6 separate regions of the Sus scrofa genome follow, and all the other regions are linked to region 6. A link is a contact called in public targeted proximity ligation data. All regions are on one chromosome and are shown on one strand. The core of a region is the stretch at or near the end of the contact, and the rest is flanking DNA. Distances in the headings are between cores, read along the strand shown.

Region 1 (3,463 bases), core at 610-3,109, 370 kb after region 6:
ACACACTTCTCCCAACCCTCTGCTCCTCAGGGGCCTCCTCCTCTCCTTCAGCTTCGAACTCCAGCCTCCAGCTCAGGCAATCACCAGAATCCAGCTGCGGGCCAACAGCCATCAGCGCAAAAACAGAAGAGCTTACTGCTTCTCAAAGCTAAGAATTCTGAAAACAATAATACTTTCTATTTTTAGAGGTGGGGTGGCAGGGGAACTTGCTAGTCGAGTCAAATGAGTCAGTCAAGATGAGAAAGTTAGTATATTTCAGTCAGTACGTCTGTGCTGGCATGAACCATTGCCTAAAGCAGTGGACACTCTTTCAGAGGTTCCCGCTGCCCTCCCAAATGAAGACCCTTCAGGCCATCAGGCTTCTCCCCTCCCCTACCTTCTCGGTACTCCCTTTTCCAGCCCTTTGGTCCAGACACTCGCAGTTCCCAGAAACTATTGTGTTCTCTTTCACATGCAGACTTGAACGGCTTTTGCATGCAGACCTTTAAATGACAGTATTTTAAACAACCATATCCATGTTTTAATGACAGTATCTGTTCATGTTCAGGTATGAGATTATATAGAGGACATTCCAGTATTGATTTCCATCTTGCACACTCTTGAAGCAAAATAATCAGCCTATTTCAAAGCCACTCTAAACTTTACTGCAAATTCCTCTTCTTGCCAAACATTCTCACGTGCTAATCTTCCTCGCCTTTGCTATTAGATATCCCTCCCCAGATGAAAATGTCCTTAAAGGTCCCCCACGATGGCTGTGCACTCATCTACCTCGGGGAGGACTCCACGAACGAAGTCAGGGATATCTGCATGCAAGAAGGGACAGCAGTAACCAAGCGAAGAGAGAGGGGTTAAGTCAAATATTCCATAAGAGGTTAGTAAGTGTGAAAGTCTGCATGTGAAAGAGAACACGATACTTTCTGGGAACTGCAAGTGTCTGGATCAAAGGGCTAGAGAAGAGAGTACTGAGAAAGTGTGCGTGTATGTGGCGGGGGGAGCCTGATGGCCAGAAGAGTTTTTATTTGGGGAGGGCGGAGGGACCCTCTGAAAGAGCGTGGTGGACAAACATGACCAGACCAACACTTTAGGATGATCAGTCCCTCTGGCAGAAACAGACAGGAGGCGAGTCTGGAGCAGGGAACACGTAGGAGGCAGGCGGTAAAATCGAAACTAGAGCAGGTATAACAGTGGGAGCACAAAGAAATGGAGAGGGCTTGGGAGAGACTTTTAGCAATGGGACTAGACAGTCTATCTTGTTAATTGAAAATTCTCACTCATCTCTTTGTAGAAAAATGTTTTGCCTTTGGTGAATGTAAAATAAAGCCGCTGTGCTCTGAAGCAGAAGGAAAATACCTAAGCTCCTACTATGTTTTCTTGATTCTGTAATCCCATCAAAGGTAAGAAGCACCATCAACTTAATGCTTTGTGTGTGGGTGGAAAAAATCAATGTTACTGCATAACAGGAGAGATGGAGGTTGCTAAGGCTGATGGTTGGTGGAAGGAATTAAAAATACTTGAGTCTAACTTGGAAGTTTCCTGCTTCCTGCAGTTGAAGTCAAAGAATCGTGTCCCCCCAGGGAAAGAGGAAGGAAGTGCCTTCCACCAGTGAGCAACCAATGGTCAAACTGGGCAAGGAGGGTTGCCAGAAAGTCTGGGAACACTTCCAACCAACTGGCAGCCCCACTTTGTACTCAGAGCACTGCTGCTGCCAAAGCGACGCTGATGAAAAGGAACATGACACCTTACCCTCTACTCTCATTCCCAGGACTAGTGTGCATCAAAGGATCTACCAGGGAATATTTGTCCCCTGGGGGAATAAAGTTTCCATAAACTAAGTTCTGACCCCTCTTTGTAGTCCTTCAATCCTTCCCCACCGCTACATGAAGCACTGGTTCGATGCCAGGTGTAGGCACCGCAGGCAGTACCAAGGCCAAGTGCCTGCCCTCACTCAGCTGACATTCCAACCAAACGCAAGCTGCGAAATGAAGACCAAGCACCCACTACTGAAGAAAACTGATTAATTTAAGTGACCCAGAAAACTCTATTCTTCTATTTTAGAAAACAAACTATATTTATTTTGGAAAGTTCTACTCAATGCCTTTCATCAACCCCTAGGCCACTCTCATTTCCTCTCCAAGTTTGGGGAGTCAAGTTCCAGGACCCTGTGATCTCAAGTGACTGGTTTCTTTTTCTCTCAGTCCCCAAGACATTAAATACCTGCCTACGGTCCTGGTGCCCAGTCCAGTGCTCTGTGTATCCAAGGTGCTAGTTCACTAAAAAGCAGACTCTGAAGTAAGTCAGCAGGTTTTTTTTTTTTTTTTTTTTTTTTTTAATGCTAAATCAAATCCAAAGTGGATCCTCTGCGGTTAAATCCAATGTACAGCTGTAACAGAATCCCTAGTAGAGTCAAGGTTCATTCAGGACACAGTGATAATAGCTGCAGCTCCACTGGATCTGCTCATATGCATATGTTTCACCAGACACAACGTGGTTCATTACGTGACTAGGGCTGTTTCTGACACTTCACTCTCTGCTTCCCTATCAAGAAAAGCTTGTCAAGCCAAAGCCAATATTGTACTGAAAAATGATTTGTTAACTTATCACCGTTTTTTGGTTCACACCCTTCTCAATGACAGAACATTCCTTATCTACTTGACAGCTTATTTTATCCTTCATTACAATCTTTTAATACTTTTACAGAAGGACTAAAATACTCTGAGTTTGTTTCCTTGCACTTGAGGATTTTATGTAACTGCTAATAATGTCTAAAATGCATAACCTTTTAATAAAAATTATTGATGTTAATGCCTTTAAGCAAGCTAAAAGAAAGATTAGGAAACTAATATTTGGGGGATTATATTACAATTTTAAGAACATTTTCACTTTTCATTTCAAAATATCTGGTTTAAGCCCTATATAATTCTGTGGGCTAAGAAACGTTATTATTATTGTATTACCCATACTTTACAGAAATGTAAAATCCCATTGATTTGATCAAAAATACAAACTATGATTTGGTTGAGCCAGAATCTGAATGTATATTTTCTGATTCCAAATTCCAGGATCTTTCCAGGATCTTCCCTTGACATTAAGCTGATTAAGTAAATGACTTTAAATAGTTATCAAGAAAAAAGGATTTCAGAATAACAAGGCAGATAACTCTGAAGGACATCTGAAGGACAATACCTGAGTATAACAAATATGCAAATATTATCATGATTAAGGCTATCAATTATGCACATAAATAGACAATTTTGTTTTAGAGTTATTAAGATGTGTACCGTATTCCACTTAAATACTATAAAGTGAGGAGATGCTAACAAGGTACCAAAGATCCAGACGTAAGCTCCAGGAGCACAGGGACGTGTCTCTTTTGTTCGATGCTACATTCCCAGCATATTCAGTAAACACTCGTTGAATGAATGAATACAAAGTATAACATGGAGTATAAAAATGAGGCTCTCAG
Region 2 (3,903 bases), core at 358-2,857, 420 kb after region 6:
TGTGATTCTTTTTGTTCTTGTTAACCCTTGTTTCCCTCTTTTAAAGGATGTTATTTATTTGTATTCCTGTTTTAGAAATACCAAGCAAAGAAAGGCACAGGGAACGTGCCCCATGCTGCTAATAAGAAGTGCGTTGGGGAAAGAGCATAGCTTTGCATGAGGCAGGCAAAAGAACTAAATAAGTCCCTGAAGAACTCAGGAGGAAAAGAGGGATAAACACATAAACAGGGAACTAGCTGTTGACTGAAAGTGGCTTGGAGATAGGGAGGTGCCGAGGGACTGACCAGCCAAAGGTTCCCTGCCCCTTATTCCACCATATAGAAGCCCACTACCCCAATTCTCCCACTCTTACAGAGAAAGCCCTTCCTAGAAATCCACACCAACCAAATCCTACACATCCTTCAAGAGCTGAACTCAAGCCCTTCCTGCTTTTAATCTCTACCAGCCTAGAAGGGTCTCAATTTATCTTAACATCTACAGTTGATACTTTGGCGCTTTTAAATATAAACGGTCTTGTCTTCTTATATGAATTTGTCTCACTTCTCCAAACAAACTTTAATCCATTGGAGGGCAAGAATGATGCTTTAATGCTCCTGGAATTCAACAAAGAATTACAGCAACTCTTCCTTCAAGATTCTTATGTGGCCATCATATAAATTTGAAAATCAAACTTTTACCAAACTACAAATTGCCCTGCCTCTGATATTCAATTGAGTCAAAATGTAAAGAAGACATGTAATAGAAATTCATTTGCCTGTTCTATTTTCATTTCACTTTTCCTATGGAAAAATGTTGGCACCAGTGCAGGGCGGGGGGCATTATAAAAGTGATGTTAACGTTCACAGGATGACAATTTCAAAGAGGAAAATATTACTGTACACCTCTGCAAGCCTGGAAAGTGACTGCCATGATTAAAAATATACATATAATAATAATAACAGCTGTAACTAAGACTTGTGTTATGCGCCGAGATCGTACTGAACACAATATTTACATTAAACCTCACAGCAACATTAAGAGATAGGTAGCTTTATCTCTGCTTTACATATAAGAAAACCGAAACACTAAGCAGTTGAAGTAACTTGCTCTAGGACACAAAGGTTGTGAGCGGCAGAGCTACGCCTCCAACTCAGACCTTCAAGGTGCAACGTTTGCACACTTGTCCGCCTGGACTAAAAGGTGCTTAAACACAAGAAGGACAAGCAGCTCCAACGCCTCCATAAATATCCAGGGAACAAACCCTCGGGGCAGGGGGAAGAAGAAGACTGCCATGGCCCTGAGCTTCATCTCAGTTCCAGGTGGCCTGTTCCAAGTAGGACACTAGCCAATGCCACTCAAATGCTAACAGGCCTGATCCAGGAAAAGCTTTTCCAAATTCCTAGCCGAGGAAACCGAGGACAAAAAGGAAATGCTTTTCCCCTTTGAGAAGATTACTAAATTTTAAGGTTGGTGAAGAGAGTGGTCTTCCCCGTCCACGAGGCTTACTGGAGGGGCTGTAAGAGCAATCAGGACACTCACTGAATGCCAGGAGAATAACTAAGTCAGCTCTAGCTGCTGGTAGGTCAACCTGCACCAGGCCAAGAACACCAGCTGCAACAGAGATGGCAGCAGCAGCCACTTGATGGCAGCAGCAGAGAAATGTTTAAGGGGAAGGGAAAGGGCCCTGGAAGGCTCCAGCTGGCAAAGATACTTCTGAGTGTCAAAACCATTTCCACTACCTATGCTTTTGACTGTCCTTGGCTGGCCAAGTGGGGTCTGAGTCTAGGAATAGACTCATTTCTTCAATACGCTTTCATTCCCTATAATCGACCCTTGCTTATGTTAATCAAATGAACCTAAGTGATACCCTGCAACATACCTCTTTCAGCCAATGAGTGCGTGGGGCCGTCTCCTGGAGAGAGTGGGGAGGCTCGGTGAGAGCTGTGTAACACATCTGGCACACCAATTAAGCGAGTGCTCCAAGAAGTCAGTTCAGTAGTAGCTGAAATACAGCCCCCTACCCCTGCCCCAGCAAATCAAGTCCAGAGGGTGCAGATTATCTTTGATTTATATTATAAAAATATAAGTGCTTCTGTAAGTACGCCAGTACCACAGCTGTCCTCCTGCAAATCTGGTTTGTCTATACCCTGTGAGCCCGCTCAGCACTCTCCCGAATGTCGTGGGCTGCTAATGGTACCCAAAGAACTCAGAAAGTGTTATTTAGACCAGGAAGGGCCATAGAATTAAACCCATTCTTTAAAGACAGTTTCTGTTTCGTTTAGCTTTTTCCTGTTCAGTGGTAAACCCTAAGAAAATACAAAGAATGATAATAACTGAAGGAGGGCTTCATTTTAGACTGAAGTGCTCTGATATTTACATAAGTATCTGAATGGATGCAGTTGGCCTGTATATGAGTCTCCTAAAGTCATACAAACGTGTAATTATGCGATCCAGGCAGCCACGCTAACCATGTAACCATGTAACCATTAGACATGTCGCCTGTTACTTAACGTCAAAACGCTCTAACAGTGGTATTATAACTATTACTATTCTCTCTTTTGAAGTGTTGAATAAGGCATTGAAGTTACATGATCAGTAAAACATTAAGCAGAAATGGGTGATTATGTGTTGCAATCAAATTCAACTTAAAATTCATGGGACTTCAATGAGAGGAAGATGATAGCTGAAGCAGGAACAAGAAAGCAAAATAATTACATGAAAACAACGCGGGTTATCTTGAATATAAAAGACTAGGGCAAAATGAGGGAGAAGAGATAGACCTGAATAAGGAGAGGAATGGAGATTTAGCTATTTTTACAGATGTAGGCAGACTCAGGTGAGACACACTCCAGGTCTTCTGTGGCTAAACCATGCAGGTAGTAAGCCTGTAACACTGTGCTAATTCTTATGCAGCACAGTATGGACTCGTGAGCACTTATCCAGGGTGAGTTCCAAAATTGCCTAGTGTCTATTCCCACCTTATTTGCTCAACATAACACCACAGTCTAGGTCACTGGTTTAAAAAATGGAGATAGGAGTTCCTGTTGTGGCTCAGTGGTTAACGAATCTGACCAGGAACCATGAGGTTGCAGGTTCGATTCCTGGCCTTGCTCAGTAGGTTAAGGATCTGGCGTTGCCGTGAGCTGTGGTGTAGGTTGCAGACACGGCTCGGATCTGGCGTTGCTGTGGCTCTGGCATGGGCCAGCGGCTACAGCTCCAATTGGACCCCTAGCCTAGGAACCTCCATATGCCATGGGTGTGGTCCTAGAAAAGGCAAAAAGACAAAAAAAAAAAAAAAAAAAAAAGAAAAGAAAAGAAAGAAAGAAAAGAAAAATGGAGATAAAGATCCTTTATCTCGGCTTCCCTAGGCCCAGGTGGGCGTGGTCAACAGACCAATCAGACTTTGGTTCCACACCAGCCACCAGTTCAGCAAGAAGGGAAGGTAACTGATGCCTCTAAGAGATGCAGCTTCTTGAGCAACTCTACTAAATAAGGTCCCTCCCAAGCAGTGTCTGTCCTAAGCAGCAGCCTAAGGATTACACTAGAGAGAAATCCTCTTCCCTGAGGCCCAGCCCTAAGGTTTGGGAAACACAGCTGAAAAAGGTCCCGGAGCACAGGACCCAGCACCAAAGAAGTTCCCTCATCATCCGTCAAGTCTTCAGCAGATCTGCCTTCAGTGAAACAGGCGTGATGACACCTTCCCTCCTCAACCCCAGAGCATGGCCATCCCAGCTCCATGTCTACACCACCTCTTTACGCTGCCAGACGTCTTTCTGTTTTGCTAGGCTGTTGCCTATGATTTCAGCCACAGGCTCCTTTTCCAGAATCTTCCCTCATCTTCCAAATAGGACCAAATGCTTCATGCCTCTAGGTCCATAAGCCCTCTTTACCTTTTCACTAAGACATGTATGTGTGGGGGTATGT
Region 3 (3,765 bases), core at 717-3,216, 350 kb after region 6:
TAAGCTTTGGATGAACCCCTGTGTTTGGAAGACACGTTTAGGGTTGCTACCTTTGAATATTCTAAGAAGTCTAAACAGGTGAATGAACTACATTCTAAAAGACCTTCATGTTTTAGATTACACAAAAGATTTATTTTAAGAATACTGACTCTTTATTTGTTTTTTGTTTTTTTTTTTTTTTTTTTTTTTTGTTTTGTCTTTTTTGTTGTTGTTGTTGTTGCTATTTCTTGGGCCGCTTCCGCGGCATATGGAGGTTCCCAGGCTAGGGGTTGAATCGGAGCTGTAGCCACCAGCCTACGACAGAGCCACAGCAACGCGGGATCCGAGCCGCGTCTGCAACCTACACCACAGCTCACGGCAACGCCGGATCGTTAACCCACTGAGCAAGGGCAGGGACGGAACCCGCAACCTCATGGTTCCTAGTCGGATTCGTTAACCACTGCGCCACGACGGGAACTCCATGACTCTTTAATTTAGATCACCAAGGAAAACATTTTCAAAACTCTGCAAATATTTAGTTAGAATCAAATGATAAAACACTAAAACAATCAACCACCAGAGCATAAGCTTGGCATTGTTTTCCTTCTACAATCTTTTTTTTTTTTTTTTTTTTTGTCTTTTTGCCATTTCTAGGTCTTCACCTGCAGCATATGGAGGTCCCCAGGCTAGGGGTCTAATTAGAGCTATAGCTGTCAAGCCTATGCCAGAGCCACAGCAATGTGGGATCCGAGCCGAGTCTGCGACCTACACCACAGCTCACGGCAACGCTGGGTCCTTAACCCACTGAGCAAGGCCAGGGATCAAACCTGAAACCTCATCGTTCTTAGTCGGATTCGTTAACCACTGAGCCACGATGAGAACTCCTCCTTCTATAATCTTTATGACTCATTTCCAACTTTGTATGAAGCATCTTCAGATGACTGCTCTACTTTAGGCATCTCAACCCATTATGTCCCAAACTAAATGCTAATTCACTTCTACTCCCTCCTCCTGCCAACCTCCCGGAACACCCATTCTTCTTAATTAACTCCAGTGATCTCTAAAATGGGTATGCACAGAAAAAAAAATGCACCAGAGAAAGCCATAAAATATTAAAACTTCTGTACTAGATACAGGCTCAAAAGTATTTAACTACTAAGGGTATGTGATTTTGAAAAAAGTTGAGATGACTAATCTAATCCAGGCTTCCTCACTGCCTTTACACCATCAGTCCACAAAGGACTTCAATTCTCTCTCAAAGTCTCTTCCACTTTTCCTTCCATTTCCACTGCCTCTGCAGTAGCTCAGATGCTCCACGTCTTGCTTGGGTTTCTGCAGGAGTTTTCCATTTTGTCTTACTTCTTGTATTATCTTTTTCCAACTCATTTTTCACTCTGCCACTAGAAGTATCTTCACTATTCAGATAATATTGCTCATCCAAAAAAAGCAAACAAACAAACAAGTAAGCAAACAAAAACCACTGCCTACAATAATCCAAACACCAAAATGAGGGTTTTTTTCATGGTTTTCTATAGTTTTAGCTCAACCTAGGAATGCAGTGGAAACAAAAGCATGACCTTCAGGCCTAGGTTTGAGTTTTGGTCCTGCCTCTTGTGAGCTTTATTTATGACTTTGGGGAAAATCACTTAGGCTTCCTGAGTTTGTATTTCCATCTTCAAGTGGTGGTATTAATAGCTCACAACTGTTATGTAAATCAAATGAGATTATCTATGCATGAGGAGGAGCCGAGCCCAGAGCCAGGCACACACTAATAGGTGATCAATGGTTTGATCCCTTCGTGCTCTAGGGTCACTGCTACTACTGCCCTCTGCCTCGCTCCCCTGACTCCCCACCCCCACCCCATGACATTACGCACCAATCCAGGGGGAGGAACACAGGTTTTCCTCAAACACGACAGGCACTCTCAGGCCCCTGTGACTCTGATTACACTATACGCTCAGCCTCTTGTATGTCCTTTCCTGCCTTCTCCGCTGAAATTCTACCCAGGCCTCAAGGCCCAGCTCAAATGTCAGCTCTTCCAGGAAGGCTTCCCTTGATTTCTCTGATCATCACTTTTCCTTTCTGTTCTTCCTGCACGCTGCTTACAGCTTTTCTTTGGTATTTCTTTCTTTGTGTTGTAATATTACTATTATATTTGTATTAAATATAAAATCATGTTTACCTATGTTACCTGCATGAATTATAAGCTTCTTGAAGGCAGAAAGCATGCTTTTCTTCTTCTTAGCCTCAGCAATTAATACCTTGTACTGGAAAGGATTTAATACAGGTCTGCTGATCGACTAAGTAAACACAGCAAAACAAAACTTATACCTGAAAAATATACTGTTTCTCTCTCCAATGCATAAATTAAAAGTAACAACAAAATGACCTAACAATGGTAAATTTTGATATTTCAGACTCAGTGAAAAGAACAAGATATTGTTTTTAAACTATTAAACAGATGATATCAATTGTCATCCATGACAGACTACTAGTGAGTGAATATGAATTGAGGGTGATGATTCAAAGAGGAAAATCGTAATACATACATACCATCTATTTAAAACCACGCTTTCAAATGCTTAATGAGCTCACACTATACTGAATGAAATAATTAGGACACAAAACTGATCCCAATCTTGCAAGTATATAAGAAAAAAGGCAACAGAAATAAAATAAACATTAATATGTGGTTATTTCTGAGTGGTAGGGCTACAGGTGATTTTTATTTTCTGTCTTTTATATTATCTAAATGTTCTACAACACACACATTTATATAGTTAGAAATTTAAAAAAAGACTATCAATGAATTCTAATTAAAGCCTAACCAGATTTGCAAATGCTAAAAAGCCTTATTAGCCCAGTAAAAGACTTCCTGATATTTTAATATTTAATCACAACACATTTGTGTAGACATCATTAAACACCAAGAGTTAATGTGGTAGTTTAGAAAAAGATACTAATAGAAAATGGAGCCCTGCATTGTGACTTAGTGACCAATTCGGTTCCCTTATTAAAAATATCAAATGGGAGTTCCCACCGTGGCAGGGTAGGTTAAGTATCCAACTGCAGTGGGTTAGGCTGCTGCAGAGGTGCAGGTTTGATCCCCAGCCCTGCACAGTGGGTTAAAGGATCCAGGTATTGTCACAGCTGTGGTGTAGGCTCAGTTGTGGCTCAGATTCGATCCCTGCCCAGGGAACTTCCATATACCACAGGTGCAGTCATAAATTTAAAAAAAAAAAAAAATATATATATATATATACACACACACACACGCACATATAAAATAAGATATTAATAAAAGTTTTCCTTCATTTTAACCAGAAAGCAGAGTAAGTAAACATTTGACTATTCGGTAGGTAGCAAAGCACCAGCTCTGGAGGAGGAAGGTGTCAGCTGGCATTCCAGCTCAGCCACTTGTCAGCTGTGCAACTTGCTCTCTGAGCTGCAGTCACTCTTTCCACAGATCAGGGAAAATCCCCACACTTCCTCACTATTATCTGCAGCCCCAGTATCAACATCATCGTTAACCTCATCATTAATCTCATAATTAACAAGACCTCTATCCCAATGTCTAGGACAGGGGATGCCCTTTTCTATTCCGTGTCTCACAGATCTGGAGACTGTCCAACCCGACTGGAAGATGGACAAGGATGCGAGCAGGGGCTCATTCTGATTTGAAGGGCACCTGAAGGGTCGGTTAAGCTTGCTGATTCGAAAGTCGATCCTTAGTGACCACAGGCACTGCGACTGCACCAGCCATGGCTGTGATGGTGGCACTCCCCA
Region 4 (3,906 bases), core at 259-2,758, 310 kb after region 6:
ATTTGAGAAGTTGCAGGGTAAACATCCAGCATGGGTGGGCTTGGCAGCAAAAGAGAAAACACACACGACTAGAGTTCAGGACATCACGGAGAAAGATGAGGTGAGATGAGGACAAGTCACTGGGTTGGCTGGCTGGCTGGCTGCGGGCACAGTCTTGTACGCTGGGTACCACAGGAAGATACAGGGAGGCACAGGAGTGGTTTACCTCTGGGGGTGTTCACAGCCCCCTGAGGAAGATTGTTTTTAACCCAAAGTTATAATATACAATGTTAAATATGCCTAAGAATTAGGTACAAATGACACAGGAGAGTCAGGGAACAGGGGACAGGGTAGGAGAGAAACTGGGGAAAGTTTCATGGCAACTGCAACGAGAGTTGAATCAAAGGACGTCACATTTTTCCTAAATGGTATGAAAGACACTATTCTCTGAAGCATATGTGAAAACGAAGAGAGGAGTGAAGAGTCCTTTCCAGCTTAGCCATCAAAATCATACAGGATAAAAGCAAAAATAGGGAAAAGGGGGAAAAAGAAATGGATCAGGTGCTGAAGCCACCTGGGATAACTTATTCTATTATTATCTTCATTCTCTTCGGATTGGCCAGAAAAATGTCAAGACCAATCAAGCACAAATAGATTCCTATCATTAGAAGTCTAACCCTAGTTAGTGAAACTGAAGATTCATTTATCCTATAGAAATCAGTCTAGTCATGCAAATAAACATGACCAGAACTGGCAATGTTCTGGCCCCCAAAACATTTGCCCAGTGGAAAACTGGTAGCTGATATCCAGTCAATTGGGAGAGGAACTTGCCTCACAATTCAGAAAGCAACTAGTTTTTATTTTATTCTTTTTTGTGTGTCTTTTTAGGGCCACACCTGTGGCATATGGAAGTTCCCAGACTATGGGTCGAATCTGAGCTACAGCTGCCAGCCTACGCCACGGCCACAGCAATGCCAGATCTGAGCGGCACCTGGGACCTACACCACAGCTCACGGCAACGTGGGATCCTTAACTCACTGATCGAGGCCAGGGATCAAACCCTCGTCCTCATGGATCCTAGTTGGGTTCATGACCACTGAGCCACAATGGGAACACTAGCAACTAGTTTTTAAAACCTAGTCGTGTCTTTAAAAAAGTAGGTGAACTAAAAATAAAATCACTACATTGACAGGAATTAAAATGAAATCAGTACTAGGAACTTTCACTGAATGTTTAAAAACCCTGTTGTGCTACTTGATCTTGGAACCGCCTCAGTTTTAGTAAATGAGTTAAAACATTTTTTGGTTTCATTTTCATTATTTGTCTGTTGTGAAATCTTGAATGCTTGAAGTTTTCCACTGCGCTCAGGTTCCTCCACCTATCAAACCGTAGGGGTTAGGCTTCACCTGGATGCTGGGGGCGAACAGGGAGGAGTCATGGGGTCGGGAAACCTTCCTTGAACCCAGGTGCAGAGGCCCCTTCTCAAGAGCTCTGCAAGTCCCTGGAGAGTGACATCACCACGTCGGTGAATCACCGGCAGTCCCATCCATCTTGCAAAAGGAGAGGAACTTGAATGCAGCATGAGTTATGCTGAACAGGGCAGAAGAGGCACCTGGGGCGGTTGGGGGGGTGAGGTGTGGGGGAGGGCTTGAGAAAACTGGGCACCTACCAGCTCCAGGTGCCATCAGAGCACCAGCAGGTTCTCAAGAAATGACCACATTCAAGAGATCTCAAATTCTCACACATAATACAGCAACCCAATTCCACAGGTATAGAAACTACGTCATGGAAGGGCACCAGCTGACTCCAATCCACCAATGGAGCCAGAAACAGGGCTAGAATTAAGAAACGAGCCTCCAACTTTTCTGCCCACTTCCTAGCCCACTCCAGTGACCTGAAAGGCACACTTCAGAGGACAGTGATGAATCACAATCATACTGCGGTAGGAAGAATTAGATAACAACCAGTTGCAACTTCAAATATGTTCACAAACTGTAGGCTGGAAAGGTAGTTTTAAAACCCACTTTTCAATTCTTTTGAACTAAAACCAAATTTAGGACGCTACAGAAAGGCAGTTCAAACAAAAGCTAATTTTGTTTAATGAACTAACCAGGAAGGCATTGTGAAAGTCTTGTGCAACTAAATGCTTAGCTAATTACTGTGAGATCAAATAACTGTTACCATAGTTACCGCACACTGTTTTCCATAATAACTTTTATCACTTCAATAAATCTTTGTGACGCAACAAATATAAAAAGTTTACTGTAACATGACTATAATGTTTTGGAAGGCACACACTGATGACTGACCTCTTGAAATTACCTGCCCATATTTGTCAGTGAACAAGGGCTGATAGTGTGTCTAGTTGACTCCAATATCAAAATGTTTCACTGGCTTCTTGTAAGAGGCTGTAATTCCTCAAAAGTTGAATTTACCTGGTCCAGTCATTCAACGGAAAAATCAAAAGGCCCTTAGAGCATTACATCTTGTCTCTGAATGAGCTTAAAAATAACAGCAACCATTTATGAAGCCCTAATTGTGGGGTTCCATGCCAGGCAGCTGACATACATCATTATCTAATCCTTCCTACACTGCTGCTGGAAAGAACCTGGTGTGGTGTCATCCAGCTTCCTCTTGGGAGAGATTTCAACCCAGGTCTACTGAGCTCCAAAGCCAGTTTTCTTTCCACTATACCACACAGCTTTATATGTACACAAAAAAACCCAAAAAACAAAAAAAACAAAAAAACCATTTCTATAATTATTTTCTTGCTGCTATGTGTAGTGTTAAAGCTCCAGTGAACTGCCACAGAAGACTCCCTGATACAAGGCCTGGCTGGTCAGTTAGCTGAAATGATGTCACTTCACTGGATGTCACTGGAAATTGGAAATTCCTTCCCTGGATATACTGGAAGACTTAGTTATATGACTATTTCCAGCAACATCCCCCAACCTCCTGGGGGGCAGTGGGACTTAGTCATTTTGTTACTTTCACTTTTTCCTTATCTTGCCCTTTCCTAGAATTAAATGCTAAGATTTTTGAATACGTGAAGTCACAAACATGGCCTAAGAAGTTAAGATGGACAATAAACATGTAATATGAGTATGATAAGATAAAGGAAACTACAGACTCAAAATTCAGAGGCCGTATAGCCTTGAGCAAGTCACTGAGTACCTCTCTGGGTTTTCCCATCTTAAAAAAGGGGCAATAATCCCCACCTACTAACTCACAGGGTTATTATGCAGATTAATTATTTCATGTGGTTGAGTTCTCTGAAGACACAAAGTGCTAAGTAAACAATCGTTACTGAAGTGAAACATAGAACACACGCGTGATTATAGAGCATTAAAAAGCAGGACTAAGAGGGAAGGATGAATTAGTAGAATTGGATTAACATATACAGACTACTATATATAAAACAGACAACCAACAAGGACCTTACTGAATAGCACACGGAACTATACTGAACATTTTGCAATAATCTCTAAGGGAAAAGAATCTGAAAAAGAATATATCTATATCTATCCGTCTGAATCACTGTGCTGAACACCTAAAACTAACATGACACGGTCAATCAACTCCTACTTCAATAAAAAAACTAATTAATAATAAATGAAAAATAGCTGAAATAGTAAAAATATTAGTTGATCAAAATCTCACCCTATATAAATTTTTTTAAATTAAGATTGTGAGAAAATAAAAAAGCAGGATGGAAAGCCACTATCAGCAGAGTATTCCACTGCCATAAAAGCAAGCATGTGTTCTCTCCAGAACCCTGATGTAGGATCTCTAGGGCTCCTTCCGATGAAACCTGATTCATACCTATTCAGCACTGTTACAAAGGTCTCAGTTTTAAGAAGCCAAAGTCATTTCATCATTGATTTCAAAGATGAACAGGTAGGATTCATGTCAGGAATTGAAGCAGCC
Region 5 (3,530 bases), core at 363-2,862, 440 kb after region 6:
CTTAAAGCCCTTCAAAGAAGTTCACACAAAGAATGCCTCTTGCACTTGGTCACATGCAAAACTGAAGCAAGAAGCACATCTATTTGGTGCTTCCCCAAGGGCCTTCTCCAAACTGGGTTCATAACTCCCACCCACAGGGAGAAAGCCAGGGCCTGAAGCAGCACCAAGAGACAAGCAAATTAGCATTTCCAAGGTCAACTGCTGACAGGCCTAATTGTTTACAGCAACTAGAGTGTTCTGGCTGCTTAAGAGGCTTACTCCCTCTAGCTTGCTCAAGACCAAAAGAAACTAAATTACCACATCAGCTACAAAATATGAAAGTAGTGTAGGTGTGGAGTCAAATCAGCATGTGACATTTCAAACAGAAGCAAATATTAATAGGATCTGCAGAAGTAAGTTTAAGCTGGTTAAACAATTTGGGGAAAAACCTAAAATACCAATCACGCCAGTGGTAGAGGGCGACTAATACAAAGAGAAAAAAGAGAAAGGAAAAAACAGAAATCGGTAAATAGTATTATCTTGTTTTACTAACTGGTTCAATGTGAATATCACCAAAACCTCTAAAAAGCTACAAAACTGATTGATTTAACTACCCTTAAAATTTCTTGATAGAGTCACTGAAAAGTGAAATACCCTCTCTACTTGCTATTACAGTTGCCATTTGCCACATGCAGTGGCAATTAGGCATTTGAAATTTGGCTAGTCTGGATTGAGATCCATCATAAGATTTTGAACTTGGAACCTGGCACAAAAAAAAGAATGTAAATGTAAAAATAACTCAATTTTAATACTGATTACATACTGAAATAATATTCTAGGCACATTAGATTAGATAAAACATTACTGAAATTAATTCCTACTCTTCTTGCCTTTTGTAATGAGGACGGTGGAATATTTTAAGTTACATACGCGGCTCACATTATATTTTTATTGGACAGTGCTGCTACATATAAATATAACTTTCCACTTATATAGAACACACAATTTCAGTTATAAAGCACAGAAAGAAGAGGGATAAATAAGTCTGGATAATAAAATAATTTTCTCTAGAATAATCAAATTGGTTTCATCTGTTAATCACCAATCAAATAAAAGCATGTTTCTGCTTACTGAAAGACAAACTTCAATGTCTTTTAAAAAGCCTTGATGTTTCAAAAATGATCCTAAGTCTGTTCTACCTCTGCCATGAATTGTACTCTTTGCCTAGAATTAAACTAGTCTTAATTGTTTTCAATGATCATACGTATAATACAAAATGCTAGTTTAATTTTAAAATCTGATCGAGCGACACCATTTCAGTTCTTTCTGTAGCGGTCATTTTCACATTCTATTAGATCATTGAAACCTAAGCCACGTCTCTGATTCAAAGATTTAAAAAAAAAAAAAAAAAAGTAGAAATCAACTCAAATGTTATTCTAAAAAAAAAAAAAAAAATTGTTATTCTCCAGCATCTAGAAAAACCGAGGCAGTACTCAGGTACTATACAGATTCTGTTTTAGAAATCTAAAAGATGACTCATTTACTATTTCAAAAAGTGACACCTTAATATGGATGGGAGAGCTCAGCAAACAGGAGAGCAGAGCAAGCAATTATTTCCACACATGCCATCATGTGGAGAAACCAAGCCAAATTTCAGGTTGGTACAGTCAGTGGAAGAAAGAAAATCTGGAGGTGTTGGAATGGTTGGAAATTTATGGAGTGAGAGTGGTAACATGAGGTGAGGTGAGGCCAAGAGCAGCCCAAGCTCTCCTCTCCAGAGCCCTTAAAAAGGAAACTGCTCAACTTTCTGACGAAGGAAGCCAAGAGGAAAGAAAAACACATTTCACACTTTTTAACATCCCCAAACTATTCGCCACACAACTGGCCCGCTGAGAGAATTACACCTACTGTTGATACATCTTTTTAAAGTGGCTTTTAAAAGTTATCAACCACAAAATCAAGAGGCACCAACTTAGAATAGTAAATAATAAATATGAGACACATATATCGCTGGTAAGTAAATGAACTGAGTAACCTGGATAACTGGAAATGAAGCTGGTGGAAATGAGAGGTATATTCCTCATTTCTAGAAGAGCTGATCTTAAAACGTTGTGATCTCAATAGCCTCACAGTTTTTCTGGTCTGAACTAAACATTTTTTTTTTTTGGTACTTTTAGATATATGGAATAATTCAGGCTCCAAGCTACTGAATTCCAATAATTTAGTTACTGTACCTTTTATACAATCCTGAACCCTGCAATTAACAGATCAGTTACGCCCCGACAGCTACCTCATAAGAAGTGTTCTGATGCCATCTAGTGGCTTATGTTTCTCATCAAAGGGGAGATGATTAAACCAAAATGTGGTCCTTGGGCGAGCAGCATCGGCGTTACCTGGGGAACTTGTTAAAAGTGCAAATTCTTCAACTTATCCCACATCTCTTGCAACTTTAGTGGTGGTGGCCAGAAATCTGTGTTTTAACAGCTCTCTAAGTCATTCGTCCCAAGTTTCAGAACCACTGGATTAACCAGTCCTTACATAAAAATTAAGTGCAAAGTCTTCAAAAAATTAGGTTCCCCAATTAACGAAAGTGCTCAATTTCTAATTTTGGAAAGCAACTTAGTTTTCTGTATTCTGGATCCAAATATCTGTATTTAAAGAATGTTGTTAAAAGCCATTTACTAACATATTAATACACACATTTAACACCTGATGAGCATCAAATGAGCCCCAGCCTCTGAAAATATCAGATGCAACCCTGAGGTCTGTGCCCTGAGGAAACCCAGTTCAAAGGAAGACCATTACAGACATTAAATAAATAAATAAATAAATGCAAAAAGCCCTGTGAAACAAAGGAAAATAATTAAGTGGTATCGGGAAATCAGGTTTTGGCATCTTAAGGGGCTCAGCTGAAAAGCGGGAACACATGAAAAGCCAAGGAGGTAGAACACTGGTGACTTTTAAATTAAGAGCCATCTACCCTAATGATGATAGACACCAAGACAAGAGTCTACTGTTTACATCTGCTCCTGTGAAGCTATGTTATGAAGTAATCAAGAGAGAAGCAGATCTGGTGAAGCCTGGTTAAACTGTTTATTTTCTATTGTGGTCTTAGAGGAAAACTGGATTTTTTTTTTTTGGTCTTTTTGCCATTTCTTGGGCCGCTCCCGAGGCATATGGAGTTTCCCAGGCTAGGGGTCGAATCGGAGCTGTACCCGCCGGCCGACACCAGAGCCACAGCAACTTGGGATCCGAGCCACATCTGCGACCTACACCACAGCTTATGGCAACACCAGATCCTTAACCCACTGAGCGAGGCCAGGGGTCAAACCCACAACTTCTTGGTTCCTAGTCAGATTCGTTAACCACTGAGCCACGACAGGAACTCCTGGATTACTTTAAATAACAACTTAAGGGACGTTTAGTAAGCCCCATAATGCATCTATGTGTTTGCATTCTTTAAATTCATAATTTGCAAACTTTAAATTCAGTTTGATATTATGCTCTTCTTTGGAAAAACAAAAACCCAACTTTTAATAGGTAGCTATTTA
Region 6 (3,804 bases), core at 129-2,628:
CCTCCTAACCTCTTCCTCATGCTTATAAAGTATCTGCTACAGCTCCAACCATCACGTCCTTCCTCCATCCTGGAGCAAGGGGAAAGACATCCCCAGTAGATAGACATTTGCATCTCATGCACTAAGCCACACAGCTACCCCTCCCTGCAAGGGAGCCTGGGAAAGTGAACTCTGAGCTTTCCACCTTCTAGGACAGAGAAAGCATAGCTTGAAGGGAGTTGGGATGTGTGCTATTCTATCTGCCACAAGGAACTCTCAGGAAGAAGGAAGAGCTGATCATCCGGATGGTAGAAACTAACCTGCAGTTATCTTCAGAGTGCTGCTCACTCAGCCACTCAGCTCCTCTTGAGGTTCTTGAGTCATAATTTACTTTCCCGTAGTCTGACTTTCCAGCATGAGGCAAACGCCCACACTTGGCCGGAGGAATACAGGAACCTTGACCAGCAAGCCCCACAGTGTGGTATTGGATGAGAGACAGAATGAAAGAGCTGGGCAGATGAGAAACAATAAAATGCTCACATTGCCCTTATTAGGATGGGAGCTCCCCAAAGGCAGAACCCCTGACTTTCTCATCTGCTCATCGGCCGCTCTACCTGGCAAAATGATGTACTCAGTCAATCCACTGTGACTTGAATGATTTCATTCTTCAGCCAGGAGCATGAGTTTGTTTTCTCCCCCTTTGTTTTATTTTGTGTCATTGTCATTTTCATCCTCATGTAAGCATGGGTCTTGAAGCCAGATAGACCAGGAATGGAATTCCAGCCTCACTAAACCTCTTTCTGTGGCTTTGGTCAAGACACTTTACTCTCTGTGCCTCAGTTTTCTTCTCTGTAACATAGAAAGATTGAGGAGTTCCCGTTGTGGCTCTGTGGGTTAAGAACCTGACTAGTATCCATGAGGATGTGGGTTCGACCCCTGGCCTTGCTCAGTGGGTTAAAGGATCCAGCGTTGCTGTGAGCTATGGTGTAGGTTGCAGACGCAGCTAGGGTCCTGCATCTCTGTGGCTATGGTGTGGGCTGGCAGCTGCAGTTCCAGTTCAACCCCTAGCCTGGGAACCTCCATATGCCACAGTTGCAGCCCTTAAAAAAAAGAAAGAAAAGATAAGAAGATGGAAACCAATTGCATGAGGTTGCTATATGAATGGAACAACACAGGGTGTGTAAAGCACTTAGTAAGTATGTGGCCCATCTAGTCACTCTAATATCAAAGGCCTGTTATTATTTTTATGTTGGAATTTTAAGCAATGAGAGCACAATAAATAAGTCGCTCCATCCAATTCCCCAGGAATTCCTGTTTGGATTCCTACCAATGGCAGGTTTGATATTTGAGGAGAGAGCAAAGTTCTAATCTTTCCAGTTCATCCTAAAAATAGTCAGCTCTTCTCTGTACAATCTGTCAGCTCAGCAAGTCCCATCTAGGGAACCGGGAGATTGTGTAAGGCAATCTTTCTAAACCGGGGTCAAATGTTCTCCTTTACCCGAGAGTAACTCGCAAAAGATGCACATGAAGATAAGGGGTTGGCCCATTAGTGCGGGGGAGGGGATGTCTTCCCACCCGCGCTGGGGTCTGATGTCTGGAGCCGCAAGGATAAAATGCAACTGGCACCTTTTGCATTCTGGAGAGAAGGGATATTTTTCTCATGTTTATTCATTCAACCACGCAAGTCCATAAATGAAAGACATTTGCTGGAAGCTACTAGCTCAGAAACCAGTAAATGCAGAAGAGCAGAAGTAATTAAGTGAACCTGCCCCTGAGATCTCATGGTCAAGCCATTTATTGAAACCTTTAGGCATTCAACAACAATAATAATTAATATTTATTGAGCGTTTATTAGGTGCCATCCCTAGTTCTAAGACTTTATGTGCATCATTCACTCTTATTCCTTCTCTTTTTTTTTTTTTTTTTGCTTTTTGGGCCTGTACCTGTGGCATGTGGAGGTTCCCAGGCTAGGGGTTGAATTGGAGCTGTAGCTACCAGCCTACACCACAGCCACAGCAATGCGGGATCTGAGCCGTGTCTCTTACTCCACAGCTCGAGGCGATGCTGGATCCTTAACCCACTGAGCGAGATCAGGGATGGAACCCGAATCCGCATGGATACTAGTCGGGCTTGTTACCGCTGAGCCACAATGGGAACTTCCTCTTATTGCTTATCTTAACCTCATGAGATAAGGACTTTATCTTGGGTGCCAATGAAAACGTTGAGGTACCAAGAGATTAAATAACTTATCTGGACTTTTAGAAACTCCCTATCTGGGAAGCTTTCCATTGTTATGACCAGTGTAGGGGACTTCTAACATAGGAGGGGGTCACTCATTGTCAGAATCAGCAAAAGGGAGTTCCCGTTGTGGCTCAGTGGAAAGGAATCTGATTAGTATCCATGAGGGCGAAGGTTCAATCCTTGGCCTTGCTCAGTGGGTTTAGGATTCAGTGCACTTTATGGCTGTCAAACCAATGACATCCTCTGGACATTCTCAAGGGCTTCTCTAGGCTCATGCTCTTCCCTCCCCAAGCAGGTCTTTCCCATCACCTTCTCTAGTAGCCACATCCTGCTCATTTTGCAAAACTCAACTCCACTGCCTCTCTCAAAAATCAAGAAAAATTTCCAGGAATCCCCCACCATATTACCTAGGTATGATCTCTCAAACCTCTGTTTGTCCACCTCTGTTGGCCCCAACATTTTGCCAAAAATTATGTTCGGCTGTGTATCTGGCTTACTTTGTCTATGAAGTGAGTTCTCCTCCAAAGCAGAGGCCATGTGTGGTCAACTGTCTTATCTCCAGGGCCTGGCATTCCTGGGTTTAGTGCCCTGGTTCATGGGCACTAAACCCATATGCCTGGCTCACAGTATGCCCATGTAGGTGCTTGGCTGCCATTCACAGAATGGAATGGAAAGTGGAAATTCAAAAATGAGATAACGGGAGTTCCCATTGTGGCTTAGGAGGTTAAAAACCTGACTAGTATCCATGAGGATTCCGGTTCAATCCCTGACCTTACTCAATGGGTTAAGGATCTGGTGTTGCTCCAAGCCTCAGCGTGGGTCAAGGATGTGGCTCAGATCCCATGTTGTTGTAGCTGTGGTATAGGCTGGGGGCTAAGGCTTCAATTAGACCCCTAGCCTGGAAGCTCCATTTGCCACAGGTGCAGCCCTAAAAAGACAAAGAAAGAAAGTAGAAAGAAAGAAAGAAAGAAAGAAAGAAAGAAAGAAAGAAAGAAAGAAAGAAAGAAAGAGAAAGAGAGAAAGAAAGAGAGAAAGAGAGAAAGGAAAAGAAAGAAGGAAAGAAAGAGAAAAACGAGATAACACAAGGGAAATTCGTGCATCCCCAGGTTAGAGCGTGAGGAAGAGATGTCAGCAGATGCCATGAGCAAGAGAGACCAACAGGTTAGACAACCAAGACTTTCTAAGATTTAACGATTAACTTAACTCTGTCCTCTCAAGCAAGCTGCTGAATTCCCCAGTTGCCACCCAGAGGAGATGAAAAGCAGAAGTCATATTATAATTTTGTGCAACTTTGGGGGAAAACCACAGCTTCTACTCCTTTGGCTTCCACACCCTGTTCTGCCATTCCCTCCCCATCCAAATTTTCCTCTCCACCATACAAGAAAATCCGAAGGTGCCTCACTTTAGTAGTAGTAGTAGTAGTTTGTCTTTTTAGGGCTGCACCTGCAGCATAAGAAAGTTCCCAGGCTAGGATTGAAATGGAGCTGCAGCTGTGGGCCTATGCCACAGCCACAGCAATGCCAGATCTGAGCCACATCTGCAACCTGTGCCGAAGCTTGCAGCAATTCTGGATCCAAGGCCAGG

Evidence for each region.
Region 1: a targeted proximity ligation map of skeletal muscle shows a contact between it and region 6. A contact is called at or near these places in 1 of 47 Hi-C or Micro-C datasets (adipocytes) and 2 of 2 datasets of targeted methods (alveolar macrophages and skeletal muscle).
Region 2: a targeted proximity ligation map of skeletal muscle shows a contact between it and region 6. A contact is called at or near these places in 2 of 2 datasets of targeted methods (alveolar macrophages and skeletal muscle).
Region 3: a contact with region 6 is called in a targeted proximity ligation map of skeletal muscle. A contact is called at or near these places in 4 of 47 Hi-C or Micro-C datasets (adipocytes, alveolar macrophages, fetal heart ventricle and 1 more) and 2 of 2 datasets of targeted methods (alveolar macrophages and skeletal muscle).
Region 4: a targeted proximity ligation map of alveolar macrophages shows a contact between it and region 6. A contact is called at or near these places in 1 of 47 Hi-C or Micro-C datasets (embryonic fibroblasts) and 1 of 2 datasets of targeted methods (alveolar macrophages).
Region 5: a contact with region 6 is called in a targeted proximity ligation map of skeletal muscle. A contact is called at or near these places in 4 of 47 Hi-C or Micro-C datasets (liver and skeletal muscle) and 2 of 2 datasets of targeted methods (alveolar macrophages and skeletal muscle).

What each region holds. Positions count from the first base shown.
Region 1 is chr4:14,504,687-14,508,149 of Sscrofa11.1, forward strand. The region is part of intron 4 of NSMCE2 (E3 SUMO-protein ligase NSE2); the gene reads right to left. Among named protein-coding and RNA genes, the nearest start is that of WASHC5, 92 kb to the right of the region's middle.
Region 2 is chr4:14,551,179-14,555,081 of Sscrofa11.1, forward strand. The region is part of intron 2 of NSMCE2 (E3 SUMO-protein ligase NSE2); the gene reads right to left. Among named protein-coding and RNA genes, the nearest start is that of WASHC5, 45 kb to the right of the region's middle.
Region 3 is chr4:14,481,940-14,485,704 of Sscrofa11.1, forward strand. All of the region lies in intron 4 of NSMCE2 (E3 SUMO-protein ligase NSE2), which reads right to left. It overlaps LOC106509961 (a long non-coding RNA gene), which reads left to right. Exons shown (of 3, transcript XR_002343108.1): 2 at 3,594-3,765. Among named protein-coding and RNA genes, the nearest start is that of WASHC5, 110 kb to the right of the region's middle.
Region 4 is chr4:14,440,438-14,444,343 of Sscrofa11.1, forward strand. All of the region lies in intron 4 of NSMCE2 (E3 SUMO-protein ligase NSE2), which reads right to left. Among named protein-coding and RNA genes, the nearest start is that of TRIB1, 140 kb to the left of the region's middle.
Region 5 is chr4:14,574,474-14,578,003 of Sscrofa11.1, forward strand. All of the region lies in intron 2 of NSMCE2 (E3 SUMO-protein ligase NSE2), which reads right to left. Among named protein-coding and RNA genes, the nearest start is that of WASHC5, 22 kb to the right of the region's middle.
Region 6 is chr4:14,132,318-14,136,121 of Sscrofa11.1, forward strand. No RefSeq gene overlaps it. Among named protein-coding and RNA genes, the nearest start is that of TRIB1, 160 kb to the right of the region's middle.